2 separate regions of the Mus musculus genome follow, and region 2 is linked to region 1. The links are chromatin contacts, called in public Micro-C maps. All regions are on one chromosome and are shown on one strand. The core of a region is the stretch at or near the end of the contact, and the rest is flanking DNA. Distances in the headings are between cores, read along the strand shown. Region 1 holds the start of Mark1 (MAP/microtubule affinity regulating kinase 1). Region 2 overlaps Gm34797 (a long non-coding RNA gene).

Evidence for each region. A called contact is a pair of places that touch in the nucleus more often than the background predicts.
Region 2: a contact with region 1 is called in a Micro-C map of embryonic stem cells, with 2.6 times the contacts expected there. The contact joins the enhancer-like site here to the promoter of Mark1 in region 1. A contact is called at or near these places in 8 of 39 promoter capture datasets (the 3T3-L1 cell line, 3T3-L1-derived adipocytes, the HPC-7 cell line and 4 more), 4 of 484 Hi-C or Micro-C datasets (Sertoli cells, embryonic stem cells and nephron progenitors) and 3 of 115 datasets of contacts at active chromatin or transcription factors (all in embryonic stem cells).

What each region holds. Positions count from the first base shown.
Region 1 is chr1:184,997,035-185,003,357 of GRCm38.p6, forward strand. Mark1 (MAP/microtubule affinity regulating kinase 1) reads right to left here and starts at 2,515. Exons shown (of 18, transcript NM_145515.2): 1 at 2,388-2,515. The coding sequence starts at 2,438. Gm39728 (a long non-coding RNA gene) reads left to right here and starts at 2,532. Exons shown (of 5, transcript XR_865821.3): 1 at 2,532-2,719; 2 at 5,641-5,718.
Region 2 is chr1:185,104,253-185,111,245 of GRCm38.p6, forward strand. Gm34797 (a long non-coding RNA gene) reads right to left here. Exons shown (of 4, transcript XR_865824.2): 2 at 3,976-4,004. Among named protein-coding and RNA genes, the nearest start is that of Gm34797, 10 kb to the right of the region's middle. Within about 2 kb of position 1,274, at least 19 of the 459 cell types and tissues checked have an H3K27ac peak or open chromatin away from gene starts, as enhancers often do. A contact at or near this core is called in embryonic stem cells and trophoblast stem cells, where this site is marked.

The DNA.
Region 1 (6,323 bases), core at 1,265-3,764:
AAGTATGGCTATACTTTAAAAATGTCCTGTGTGATTACAAATAAATGCACATTTTGGCTACCGTGCTGGCATTAATTCATGCACTGACAAACCAACTGGTAACTCTGTTTCACTGATGGCAGGTAGGCACCATGGATAATGCTATTTAAGACTCCAGTGGTCATTTAACAGCCTCCAGCGGTGGCCTCTTCAATAAACACCTGGAACACTTACAAAGCCAGTTTAGCCCTAGCTATCCTCAGTCTTCTACTGTACACTACCTGGGACTGCATTGACATCTCCTGTCAGCTCTGAGTAGGGAGAGGCCTTGTCTAAAGCCTTTCTGCGTTCCCTTCCAGGTCAAAATCAGAGTTAAGTGCATATTCATCGATTAATTAACAGCCACAGCAGAGGGGATGCTTTCCACGGCAACGAGGAGATAATCAGGACATAGTAGATAAAGTAAGCTAAATGCAGGGACAGTTATGTTGTACCAGAGTAGAAACAAGACCACGCAGAGGCTCTGAAAGAACATGCTCAGACACAAAGCACGTGAGTTTACACAGCACAACCGTCCTCGGAAGGTTCAACGAGATGTACAACCTCTGACTGCTAGGCTCTAAAGTGCCCTTGGCTGTGCTTCTGCTCTTGCATGGGAAGCTGCGTGGGGTACAATTCCTTGCTGCCTATTCCTATAAAGCCATCCCATGTCTGTATAAAGAGCCCTATCCACACACGCCTAAACAAGAGGCCGAGCCGTCAAACCCCAGGACACAACCAAGCCACGGGGCCTCTCCACATTAGGTTAACACACAGAATTCTGACCCTAAAACAAAGGTCATCTTCCGCTTGACTCCTCACGGTCACTCTTAAATGACAGGATGTTCTTAATAATAAATCTTTACCTTTGAAAACCTACCGCCACCAAATTCTTTACCCTTTCCTCCAACCTCCTTTAGCCTTTCAGTGAAAATTATGCAGCCGTGTCATCTCTAAGACAACAGTCACGGTGCAAACTGAGCAACAAGGTACGACGGTGGTGACAGCCCTGGTGTCTTCATCATTTCAAGTGTAGGACACAGGAGAGGACAAAGCATTCCCATACAATTTCCTAGTTCTTCTAACAATGGTCTCTGTAGAATTGTGTTCTTATCCCTTCAAATAAATATAGTACATGCAAACCCTACTCTCTAGATAAAACACCCATGTTTGTGCCTCATTTGCCCCTTCGAAAAGCGAGCCTGCCTGTCTCTCCTCCCCTATCTTTTGTCTCAGAACACCAAAGCACTTGAGTATTTTTACTTTACAATCCCTATGAAGTCACTGGTACATTAAGCACTGGAGGACCGATGAGGGGCGTAGACACCCAGAGAGCTCTCTGGTCGGCCACGCAAAGCCTAGAACCCCCTAGTTCCTTAAAACTTGTCAGCAATCAGGCCAGACCCTCTGGAGCCTCCGGGCCCCTTGGCAGGTCGCGGAGAATTTTAAAAACAACAGTGACAGAAAGCCACCTTTCCTGCAAAGGAACCTGCACACACATATAAACACAATCGTCCGTCTCAGAAGATGAAATTACAATTGGCCTTTCTCTTGGTTTTGTTAGACTTCAAATACGGCGAGTGAACATCTCAATCTTGATTTAAAAACAAAAAAAAAAAAAAAAAAAAATTAAACCAAACCAAACTAAACAAAGAAGCTCCTGAGGGCAATTTGATCAGACACAGAAAAATCCTGCCTTCAAAGAAATGTGCCTTGTGACACTCTGAGGAGAAGTACTTAAAACCTGTCCCTGAGTCACGAACACTGGATTGAGGAAGAGAAGAAGACAGCTGGCTTCTTGGGGTTCTTAAATCTTTTCTTTCTCACCTTGGGGCTACAGAAGCTGTAAGTGAAATCTTCCACTCTTCACTGAGAGTATTGCAGTGACATAAAGTCACACACACACACACACCCCTCTACTTCACTGCCCTCTTTATCCCTAAGGTGCCCGTGCCCCCCCCCACCCCCCAATGTGGACCTGATGTTACAAAAAGCAAAGTCATGGGGCAATGCGGGGGTGGGGTGGGGTGTATGTTTGCAAAGGACTCAAAAAAATCCAGAAAAGCAAAGGGCTGAAAGATCCCAGGACAGCCGAGGTGTAAGAGGTTCGGCTGGCTCGTGGGCTGCAGCCAAGCAAGCATCCATTCACTCGAGTGGGGGGCTGGGGGCGCGACCAGAATGTTGGGGTGCTCACGAAGCCACTCTGGACGCCCACCCTCTGCCCTCCATCACCCTCCGCATCCCCTCAGGCAGGACCCCCTCCGAGCAGAGGGCCGCCCCGGGGCTCCCCGCGTAGGGACGGGAAGGACGGGGAAGGGGGTCAGGCCGGGCTCGCCCAGGTAGCCGCGCCGGAGGCTCGGGAGACTCACGTTCTCCGTGTCCCGCTCGTTCACCGTGGGCAATGGCGTCCGCGCCGACATCTTGCGCGGGCAGCGGGGTCGAGCGGGGGGTCCGGCGGGTCGCGGGCCGCGGAGGGCTTCGGCGAGGGCGGGCGCGCGCGAGCAGGCCGCGCCGGGGAGCGCGCGGCTCCCGCAGGCCGCGGGGCGGGAAGGCGGGCGAGGACGCGGGGACCGAGCCGCGGGGACGCCGGTCGGGCGCGGAGGGCCGCGGCGGGCTGAGTGGAGAGCGGGCGCCCCGGAGCTGCCTCAGCGCGGCGCCCGGCGAGCGCGGCCCTGACAGCGCCTCCCGCACGCCGCCTCAGGTGAGCGCCGCCGCCGCCGCCGCCGTCGCCGCCGCCGCTGCCGCATCCGCGCCGGGCCCCGCGGCCCCGAGCCCGCGCGCCGCTCCGCGCCGTCCCCGCCGCGATCAGCCGGAGCCCTCGGCGGCCGGAGCCGGTGCGCGCGGAGCGGCGGGCGCGGCACGGCACGCAGCGCCCCGAGGCTCTTGGCGGCCGCCGCCGGGTGGGCGGGCGCCAGCCGAGGGGCCTCTCCATTCATTCCCTCATTAGGGATGCGGGGCCGCCTCCGCCCGCCGGGCCGGATTTCATTAGTGACTCGCCCCACCCGCGGATCAGCCTGTCCCCTCAGAACCTCCGGCGGGCGTCCTGCGATTTGATGTTGATTCTTGTGTGGCTTTTAAACCGGCACTGGGGACACATGGGGTTCGTGCGAATAGAGAACGATCCCCCTCCTTCCTCCTTTTTTATGTATTTTTTTATTTGTTTCACTGGAGGGAGCATTGGGTACCATCCATCCTACTCTCCACTTGGCCCATCCTTAAATTCTCCTCTGGTTTAATTCCTGGTTTTCTTCGAGCCTTCCTTCAGCATCCTTCTGCCCTGAGGTGTTGTTCAGGGGCAGGCGTGGACAAAAGGCACAAAAGCCTCATGAAAGGAGCTGGCCCAGAAAGCATGTGGAAGAGGGCTCCCCGCACCCCACAGCATCCCTGGAGTGGGTGAGACTTGATGTCTACAGTGGCTGATCGTCACTTCCTGGGATACAAGGAAGTGTCACTTAGGCTACTTATTCAGAGAGAGTAAGAAGGCTGTCTCTGTGGTCTGTCTGGAACTCTTCCTTCCAAAAGGCTGCTTTGCCTTTCCCTCCACCTGCCACTCCAGGTCCTGGGCATATTTGTCCCCATGCAATGTTGTCATTCTTACTCTGATATTTTGCACACTTGGCCTCTAGGATAAAACTTTACCATCTCCCTATTCCTTTTCTTTCTTCAACCTCAAATGGGAATCTTGGGATGATGGGAAACTCCTCTTTCCCAAATGCATCCATTTGAGGAAGAATTCCTGTGCCAGATGGTTTTTATCCTGACTCATTAAAAGTTGTTTCTGAAAACTTAACACTTGACCCTTAAAACATGGGCCAGAAGAACCTAAAAATAGCAAACCCATATCTTGAGGGAATACACACACACACACACACACACACACACACACACACACACACACCGTATGTAGTCGCTTCTAGAACACGAGCTGCATATTTATTTCTCAAGCATCTTATGTTGTAAGTACTTCTCAATTCCACAGAGCAAATGAAAATCCCAAGACCACTTTGGTGGCCATCTCTACTGTTCAACTAGCACTTAGGCTTTGGAACTAATGACAAGGCCACAGCCTGCATTATGGTGTGCCTCTGGGAATGGCACACTTTTAGAGTCCTTCAGAAATCGGGGTTCACCGAGATATACTGAAGCATGAGTTTGTACTTTTCTCATCAGCTGGAGGTTGTGCACTCAGCACCCCTGCTAACACAGAAGTCCCTTGTGTTCCAACTATGTCTGCATTAGCCTAGCAATAAGCAAGCAAGGTGCTCCCCCCATGCAACAAGGCTTCCACCAGTAGCTTAGATGTCATTCTTCAAAGGCTATTCACATGCTATCCCCTGTCCTCATTCCTCTGGTAACCCTGATGGGTATTTCCATTTCACAAAATTCCTCTGACTTGACTTATTCACGATCATAGCTACCTCAGGCTAATGAGACACAGAAGAAGATAACTGGAATGGCTGGGGGTGTTCAATGGTGTACCAGTCACAAGACCGTGAGCTCACCCCTGTGAGAGATGGAGCTAATTAGAGACAGAGCTCAAAGGGAAGCCTAGGATCTGAGCCCAGTGGCTTCCACACAGACAACTCTTAGCTACATTTTGCTCAAGTAGTGAAATTGGAATTGAGTGGTTATTATTTAAAGAACCCAGTTTTATATTGTTATATTGTTGCTAAGGAACTTTCCTAGCAAAGGGGCTACATCAAAGGGAATGGTTATTTTTGTTTTTCTTGTTCTCTTTTTGTTTTTGTTTGTTTCCAGACAGGGTTTCCCTGGCTGTCCTGGAACTCACTGGGTAGACCAGGCTGGCCTCGAACTCAGAAATCAGCCTGCCTCTGCCTCCCAAGTGCTGGGATTAAAGGTGTGTGCCACCACTGCCTGGCTTCGGGAATGATTTGTAATAACCCAGAATTATAATTCTATTGAGTAAGATAGACAAGAAATAACTCTACCTTTAAAAACTAGCATTTAATTCATGGCAACACCCACAGTCCTAGGTTTGGTATATAGTGAAAAATGCACTTTTCATAGGTAAACAAACAAACAAACAAACAACAAAACCTCCATTAAAAAAAAAGTTGTGTGCTCTTCTGCTGCAAAACGGCATAAGGGGATGTTGGGATGTTGTCAAACTGTTTAACCCTAGTCCTTAATAATGAAAATGCCACAAGCAACGTTTTCCTACATGGGTTTTTATAACTGTGACTTTGTGAAAATGGCAGAGGGAATGTTCTAAGGCTTCTAGCAATTCTCTTTGGGGCTATTTAAAAAAATGTGACGTGTAGTTTAGAAGCTTCTGGGGTAGAGTGATTTAAAAGTTTGAGAAGAAAATTGAGGTTCTGCCAAAACAAGAAAAATGGAGATCAACAATGTGCTAAACCCAAATGGATGGCGGCTAAAGAGTGCTGTTAACCATGGCCCCATGGAAGAAATTTTGTAACTACACTGGCCACTACTGGCAGCACTAGCTACTCTTGGCTCCTCCCCGCTTGAGAAGTCATTTGAATTTTTATTGATTTCATCATAATTTAAATTCAGAAACAAGTTTGATTCCATGTTTGGGCATTTTAAAAGTTATTTAGAGAGAACATGACTGTTGGAATCTACTTTTTTTTTAAACTCCAGATGTTCTGAAACCTAAACAAAAATCAAGTATGTCTCATGAAGATGTATCACCTAAGGACGGGAGAGGTGGCTCAGCAGGTAAGAGTGCTTGCCACATAAGCACAAAGCCCTGAATTTGAATCCCCAGCGTCGTGTAAAAGCCAGATATGGCCACTCTGACTGTACCCACCTACTGTGGGGGTGGAGGCAAAGGATGTTTAGTTGGCTTGGCTCAGCTTCACTGAGAGACACTGTCTCAAAGAAGTAAGGTGCATACACTACACACATGTAGTATACACATGCCCCACCCCGTGTGTGTGTGTGTGTGTGTGTGTGTGTGTGAGAGAGAGAGATACACACACTAAATAGCGCCTGATTTAGGCTTAACTCTAAGTAGCAAATGTATATGTTTTAAAGAGTAGGAAAAGAAAAGATGTAAGGTGCCTCTTCAACTGACATGCATTGCATATTAAAATGTAAACATTTTATATATTAAATTAACTAGAATATATTATTAAAATTATTTTCAGCGTTATTTTGTATTTTCAGATGTAGACACTGAAGAATGCATGCTTGTATAAATGGCTTACATTACATGTCTGGTGCATAGCCCTTCTCTGTGAGTTCAAACTGAGAATAAAGAGATTCAAATGCTGAAGAGTCAAAGACCTTGATTAGAAGCTATCAATTATTTATTCTGTGGG
Region 2 (6,993 bases), core at 24-2,523, 110 kb after region 1:
CTGAGGGGAAATGGATGTGGTGTGAGTGGCATGGCCTCAAAGGAGAAGAAGCAAACAAAGAGAAGAAACCACCAAGACTGAATGCAGGTATCCTTGACACCCAGTTTCTAGACCTGCATAACTAGAGGCATCTTCTCAGACGGGCAGTAGGAGAAGTCTGTCCACCCTTGGCAAGGCTCTGCCCTGGAAGGGAATGAGAACACAGAGATGTACTGCCCAGGAGCCAGCACACAGTCATCTCAGCCCATAGCCACAGAAGCTCTGTAGCCATCACATATGTTGCGGGGAGTATTAAAACTGAACGGGCACATTCGCGTGGTGCTTATGCCTGCAACTTTCTGCCCCAGCAGCCTGGCCGTTGCAGCTCTCAGCACCATTGCACTGGTGGGCAATAGCCGACCTGTTATTATCTCATGGAGACTGACTCAGAATTCCAAAATCTCTCCACCTAGCTTGCTAAGTTCCCACTGGTGGGCTGTTATCATGCCAGGCCAATGTTTCAAAGCCCTCACAGCCTTTGCCGCCGTACCTTTCTCTCTTGAACCCAGAAGGAAAACACACAAACTTAGTTCAGAAACGACAGTAACTCAATCACTGGGTGCAACAACTAAAATCCTAATCTCATAAGCCTTATTAAATCTAAATCCTCGTCGGGTAGCGAATCCAGATGGATCTGCCATTGAAACCAGAAGACACTTGTAGCTACATCTTGTCCTCACCCTATCCCTGTCCAAAAGGGCCTAACTCTCTCCGGCTTCATCTCTTCCTCTGTTCTGAAAGGAAGTCCTGGAAGTCCCGCCTACTCGCCCAGTGATTGGCTCCTTCTTTCATTAGGGGATGGTTCACAGAAGTCACCTGAGTATGTAACTCATTCCTCATTTGCAGCCCCTCCCAAGAGAGCGGAATTAGCATCAAAATACAAGGGACCCCAGGGCTATCCACAACACAAGTACAGAGCCCTTGGGGAGCTCAGGGCCTTAGACTTCCCACAGCTGGATCCTCTCTTAGGCCTTGCCAGTTTTAGGTATAACTTCACACAGGCCCTGCAGAATGAGGAAGGAGATCTAGTGTATGGAAGCCACCATTAATGCCACTCTCACTGCAAGGTCTTTAATTCACACCCACTCATTCACACATCCACTAGCCTATAGAGGCACAGGAAATTCACTTGCATTCTTAAAATTAGCCCAGAAATTCTGTCTCCCTCCCTCCCATCCACAAGATCAGCTTGTCTGTTACCCTTTAAGGCCAATGCAGTTTGGGGCGGAGTCTTACACGTGGCTCCTAGATTTCAAATGCAACCTGCTCTGTCTAGGTTTGCCTTCCATGCTTTCTGTCACCTTGCCTCCCCCTTACCCCTTTGGACTGCCCCAGAAAGCATCTCACCTCCACAGTTCTGCCCAACAGCTGCCAACACTAGGGCCCAGGCACCTGACCCACATCCTAACCACTTGTGAACTTAAGCTTACAGGGACTCCTAGCTTTATTTAGTATGTCATGCCTCTTCAGAAGCGTGTGAAATATGAAGCACTGTGCTGTGTGAGTGTGTGTGTGTGTGTGTGTGTGTGTGTGTGTGAGTGTGTGAGTGTGTGATGTATCTGTGTGTGTATGGTGTTCATGAATGTGTATGAGAGTGTGTGATGTGTCTATTTGAGTGTGGATATAAGTGTGTGTGTGTGGTGTGTATCCATAATTGACACAGTATCAAAGCATTATTTAGACACTCCTTCTAAAGGTACATTGATAAAGTATACAAAGAAAAACCAGCCTCAAGACAAAGAAAATAATTATAATTATCAAATACTAGTGTCCAAATATTATTACAATATTACAGTTGTTCTTGGTGTTTATTTTTCACATGCATGAGCACACACAGACACACACACACACACACACACACACACACACACACACTCCAATGTAGCTGGTATTGTCCTGATTCCCCAATATCATGGAGCTTAGAGCAAGGCAGAAAAGAAATTCGATCCCCAGTTAGCTTGGCCTGAAAGCACATTGTCTTAGCGCTCTGTGTCCTTGCCCCTCCCCTGTAATAGAGTCAGGTGTGAGGCCCAGTCATAGGGCCTAGAGGAAGGGTCTCTCAGAAGTCACAGTAGCTCAGACTATTCTAATGTCTCGTGGTTTCATGACAGCAGGAAGTGGGACCCAACTGGAATGTGTGGTGAACTCTGTCCCAGCTCCTTGATCTTTCCAGGTTTCTTTTCTCTTCACTTCCAGTCTCTCTTCCTTCCTCACCTGACACAGCTCAGGGCATTTGGTTTTGTCTTGGTGTTTTCCAGACACTGTTTCTCTGTGTAGCCCTGGCTGTCCTGGAACTCACTCTCTAGACCAGGTTGGCCTCAAACTCATCCATACCCCCCCTCTCTCTCCCTCTCCCTCTCCCTCTCCCTCTCCCTCTCCCTCTCCCTCCCCCTCCCCCTCACCCCTCTCCCTCCCCCTCCCCCTCCCCCCTCCTCGCTCCTTCCAGAGTGCTGGGACTAAAGGCATTCACCACCCACCCACCCTTGGCAAGCTCAGGGCATTTATAAAGACTTGCTTTTCAGATGGGAGGCCCTACAGGTTACATGCTGGTCACAGAGACAATGGCTCAAAGTAGCCTTCAAAATGGCTTCTAGTGGTGATAATGACTGTAGCTTGGGGACTCTCCTTTGTACCCATCCTTGCTGTGTACTCTTCCTCTGTCCTTTCAGACAAGCCCGTGGCACCTATGGCAAGTGTCTGAATATTCTGCATTGCTGATGCCGTGCCTTCTGAAGTCTTGCCCTGGCTGTAAAATTTGATACTTGAATCCTTTACAACACAGTGTTCAGTGTGACATGAGTCTGCAGTAGTGACCTCTGGGACCTGGGTTGCCTTCCTGGGTTTGAATCTCACTCAGCTCGGCTCCTCACTGTGTGACTTGAAGGCAATGTATTTGTCAATCAGGTAATCAGGAGATAGGGAAACAAGTAAACTGTGCCAGGCTTTAACAAATTACTGGATGGTCTCACATCCCTAGAGAGCTGTCTTTCTATGTCTCTTCTTATAAAGAAGATATTGGTCATGGCTGGGTCTTTTCAGTCATGTTTGTATCTAGTTGGAATGTCCTAATAGGAAAACTTCATCTTGCCTGTATAGCCATTAGATTCTTTACTGTATGAAGTCATATCCTTTGTAAATAAGAATACTTTGGCTTTCCCTTTCTTATTTGTAGAGCCTTTATCTTCTTCTGTCTAATTCTCTAGCTAAGACTTCAAGTGCTATGTTGACCAGGAGAGTAGGGATATCCTTGTCCTATTCCTGATTTTAGTGTTTTGAGTTTTTCTTCATTCAGCATCATGTTGAGCTCTTCCATAAATAGATCATACATGTGAATCTTTAAATATGTGTGTTTAAATTGGAGTGCCTATGGGAGGGCCATTGGGTGGGAAAACATCAAAGGAAGGGGAATAGAATGTGGCAGTATAGAAGCAGAAAGGGAATAACGGACAGGAAGGGTAAAACAGGGTTGGGTGGGTGGAAGGGCAGGGTAGAAGGATGAGCAGAGGGAGGATAATTAACATGACCTACCTACCCCTGGAAGTGCACATGGATTAACATGACCTACCCCTGGAAGTGCACATGGAACCCTAGAAGCTTCTTCAAATACATGCGTATACATATATAAAAGGTGTTTAAATGGAGCTCCCCCATAATGAGGGAACGACTCCCCAGACACCATAGACTATCAGACTTGAGTTATCTCTTGTGAGATAACTGATCAAGGGATAGCCTGGACTTCAAGCAAAGTGAATTCTTACTGTTCATTCACCCCAACCTCCCATTCTCTGTTCTGTGAGAAAACTGAGGTCCTCTGGATAAGTCACAGGAGAATAGAGCCCAGAGGGAGGCTCCCCAAGCCAGGTCCTCCGCTCTCTGCCTTCTTTTTCTCCACAGACTTGATTCCAGTGCTTCGGGGGTGTCATGGGTCATACTTACCGAAGTGCTGGCTGAAGAGAAGCATGCGCCTAAAAAGGAGAGAGAATTAGGGAAGTGAGGCGTTTGATTTTGTAGAATGAAATCCTCACCTATTGTTTAGATTCATTGAAAAATACTGAAGCCTGCACTTGCACACCTGCCATGATATCTCTCTGACAGTCGGGAACCCTACACTTTTGTCAACTAAAGTTGACGTTTTATTTTTTTTCTTAAATGTCACTTTCTTACTGCAAGAAGCCATCTAGAAGGTCATGTCACACCGGGCTTGGGGGACATAAATCTTCAGGCTGTTTCTCATCTCAGAGGTTTTGAGAGGTTCAGTCAAGTGTCCTTTGGCCAGAACACGTGTGATGTTGATCTCGTGGTTGGCTTATGGGTCATGCATATATGCTGCTGCTCTCTGATGTCATAGGAGCACATTACTCAGAAAGTACCATGAATATTGTCATCATGGACATTGTCACCATGGGCATTGTCATCATGGGCATTATCACCATGGGTGTTGTCATCAGGGATATTGTCACCATGAACATTGTCACCATGGACATTGTCACCATGGGCATTGTCACCATTGGCATTATCACCATGGGCATTGTCATCAGGGATATTGTCACCATGGGCATTGTCACCATTGGCATTATCACCATGGGCATTGTCATCAGGGATATTGTCACCATGAACATTGTCACCATGGACATTGTCACCATGGTCATTGTCACCATTGGCATTATCACCACGGGCATTGTCACCATGGGCATTATCACCATGGACATTGTCACCATTGGCATTATCACCATGGACATTGTCACCATGGGCATTGTCACCATAGACATTGTCACCATCGACATTAGGCTTCTTTAACACCAAGTGCTCACCAGATGATTACACTGAAAATGATGTTTCTCTTTTCCTTTTCTATACTGTATTCTTTGGACAAAGTCATTAGTTGTACCTCCTGAAGAATGGAATAGTATCTTCAAATCAAGTTGTTTGTCCCCTATTCACACTTATTTGTTTGTTCAATAACTTATTTATATTAATATGGATTAAGAAAGATAGCAACAATACGAACTTATATCTGACACACAAAGACTGATGAATGATGTGTGTGTGGATGCTCTATTACAGTTGACAATAGACGATAACAACGAGCATTTGTGCCCACAAAAACTGGCATGAAAATGTTCATAGCAGAATTATTCATAATAGCTCAAGAGTAGGAACAACAAAATATGAAAGAACATCAACTAACAAATACATATTATATATGTACATATATACATATGCCAATATATAACAAATATAATGCACATGCACACAAATTGTGGTATGTCTTTTCAATGAAATATTATTTAACCATAAAAGAAATATATATATATATATAGATAGATAGATAGATAGATAGATATAGAGAGAGCACCTTGAAGGCATGTCAAGTGAAAAATACCAGTCATAAAAGGTCAGATACCATATATCATATGAGTCCACCCACACAAAAGCTCCACAAGAAAACCATTCACAGAACAGAAAACAGATCCCTTCTTATTTGAGACTGGGGGTGAGGGACTATTTGGTGGTTATTTAGAGTTGGGGGCTAAAGAAACAATAGTTAAAAGGTCCGGCATTTCCTTCAAAAATTAAGAAAATGTCCTGAGTGTAAAGACAAGTATCCATCTCAGCAAATTTAATAAAATATATGAATTATTCACTTAAATGAGCAAGTCATATGTTGCATAAATTGTAAATCAATAAAGTTGCCTAAAAGCAGCATTTCTCAACCCGTGGGTCATGACTCCTTTGGGAGTCAAATAACCCTTATGAGGGTTATCTGATGGCCTAAGACCACCAGAAAACACAAATATTTACATTATAATTCACCACAATAGCAAAATTGCAATTATGAAGTAGCAACAAAAATAATCTTATGGTTGGGGGCAGGGGTGACCGCAACAGGAGGAACTGTTTTAAAGAGTCACACATTAGGAAGGTTAAGAACCACTGTCTTGACGCATCCTGCAAACGGAGAGATACAATTCTGTCTCCCTCAGACTAACGTGGAGCTGGCTGGACACTTTGCCTTAGATGCCTGGTTGGCTTGGTCTGGGAATGATCGAGGTTCCCATTGTTCCAGCACACTGGGTGAGCACACCAAGGCGCTCGCACGCGGTCTAGAAGTCACTACAGTGCTTTTGTGTGCCTTCTTACTGGGTTATGCTTTGCTGGCAATATAAATGCACTTCTGTTGGGTCCACAAAAACAGACACAACAGGGAAAGAACACGAAACACTCTTGAAGTGGAAACTTAAGGGTTCTTTGGAGAGTCAGTTGTGTTGGATGGTGTTTTGCTGGGGCAAACACATGAAGGAGTGTTTTTCTAAAGTGGACACAGATGAAAGGCTAAGGCAGACCGGTGAAGGAACATTTCACTGAAGCAGACACAGGAGAGAGGATGTTCTGTTCATGCAAACATGTGAAAGGACACGTGATGAAGGACTCTTTGCTAATGACACACATGTATTGGTCCACCTTGCATTGCACAGTGAGCTGCATTTGTTGGGATGCCACGGGGATTCAGGCTGATTGGATGCACATGTTGAGGCAAGGCACATGGAGGACACTTGATGTTTGGAGGGTTTAAATAGGACTCCACGGCGGAGTGACAGAGACAGCTTGGCTTGCTGTACAGCTAGCTGTGCAATGCTTGTGGGTCTCAGTCTTCACTAATCTTCGATTCCCTGAGAGAGGCACAGCTGAGAACTTCTCCTGATGTCCCTCTGGGTCCCTCCTGCTGACTGGAGCCGAGACTGATGGAGGCTGAGGCCTGGCTGTCTCTGCTAGGTCGTGTCGCTGCTACTGATAACTCGACTCTACTAAAGTGGACTGCTGGTGTATCCGTGAAGCATTTTCGAGTGGACCAAGCTGTGATGCCTGCTAACCTGTGAAGTGAACTGCTGATTTCCAGACAACACAGACAGGAGTTGCTCCAAAGAACCTTTCTAAACAGGTTCACTTCCCCTG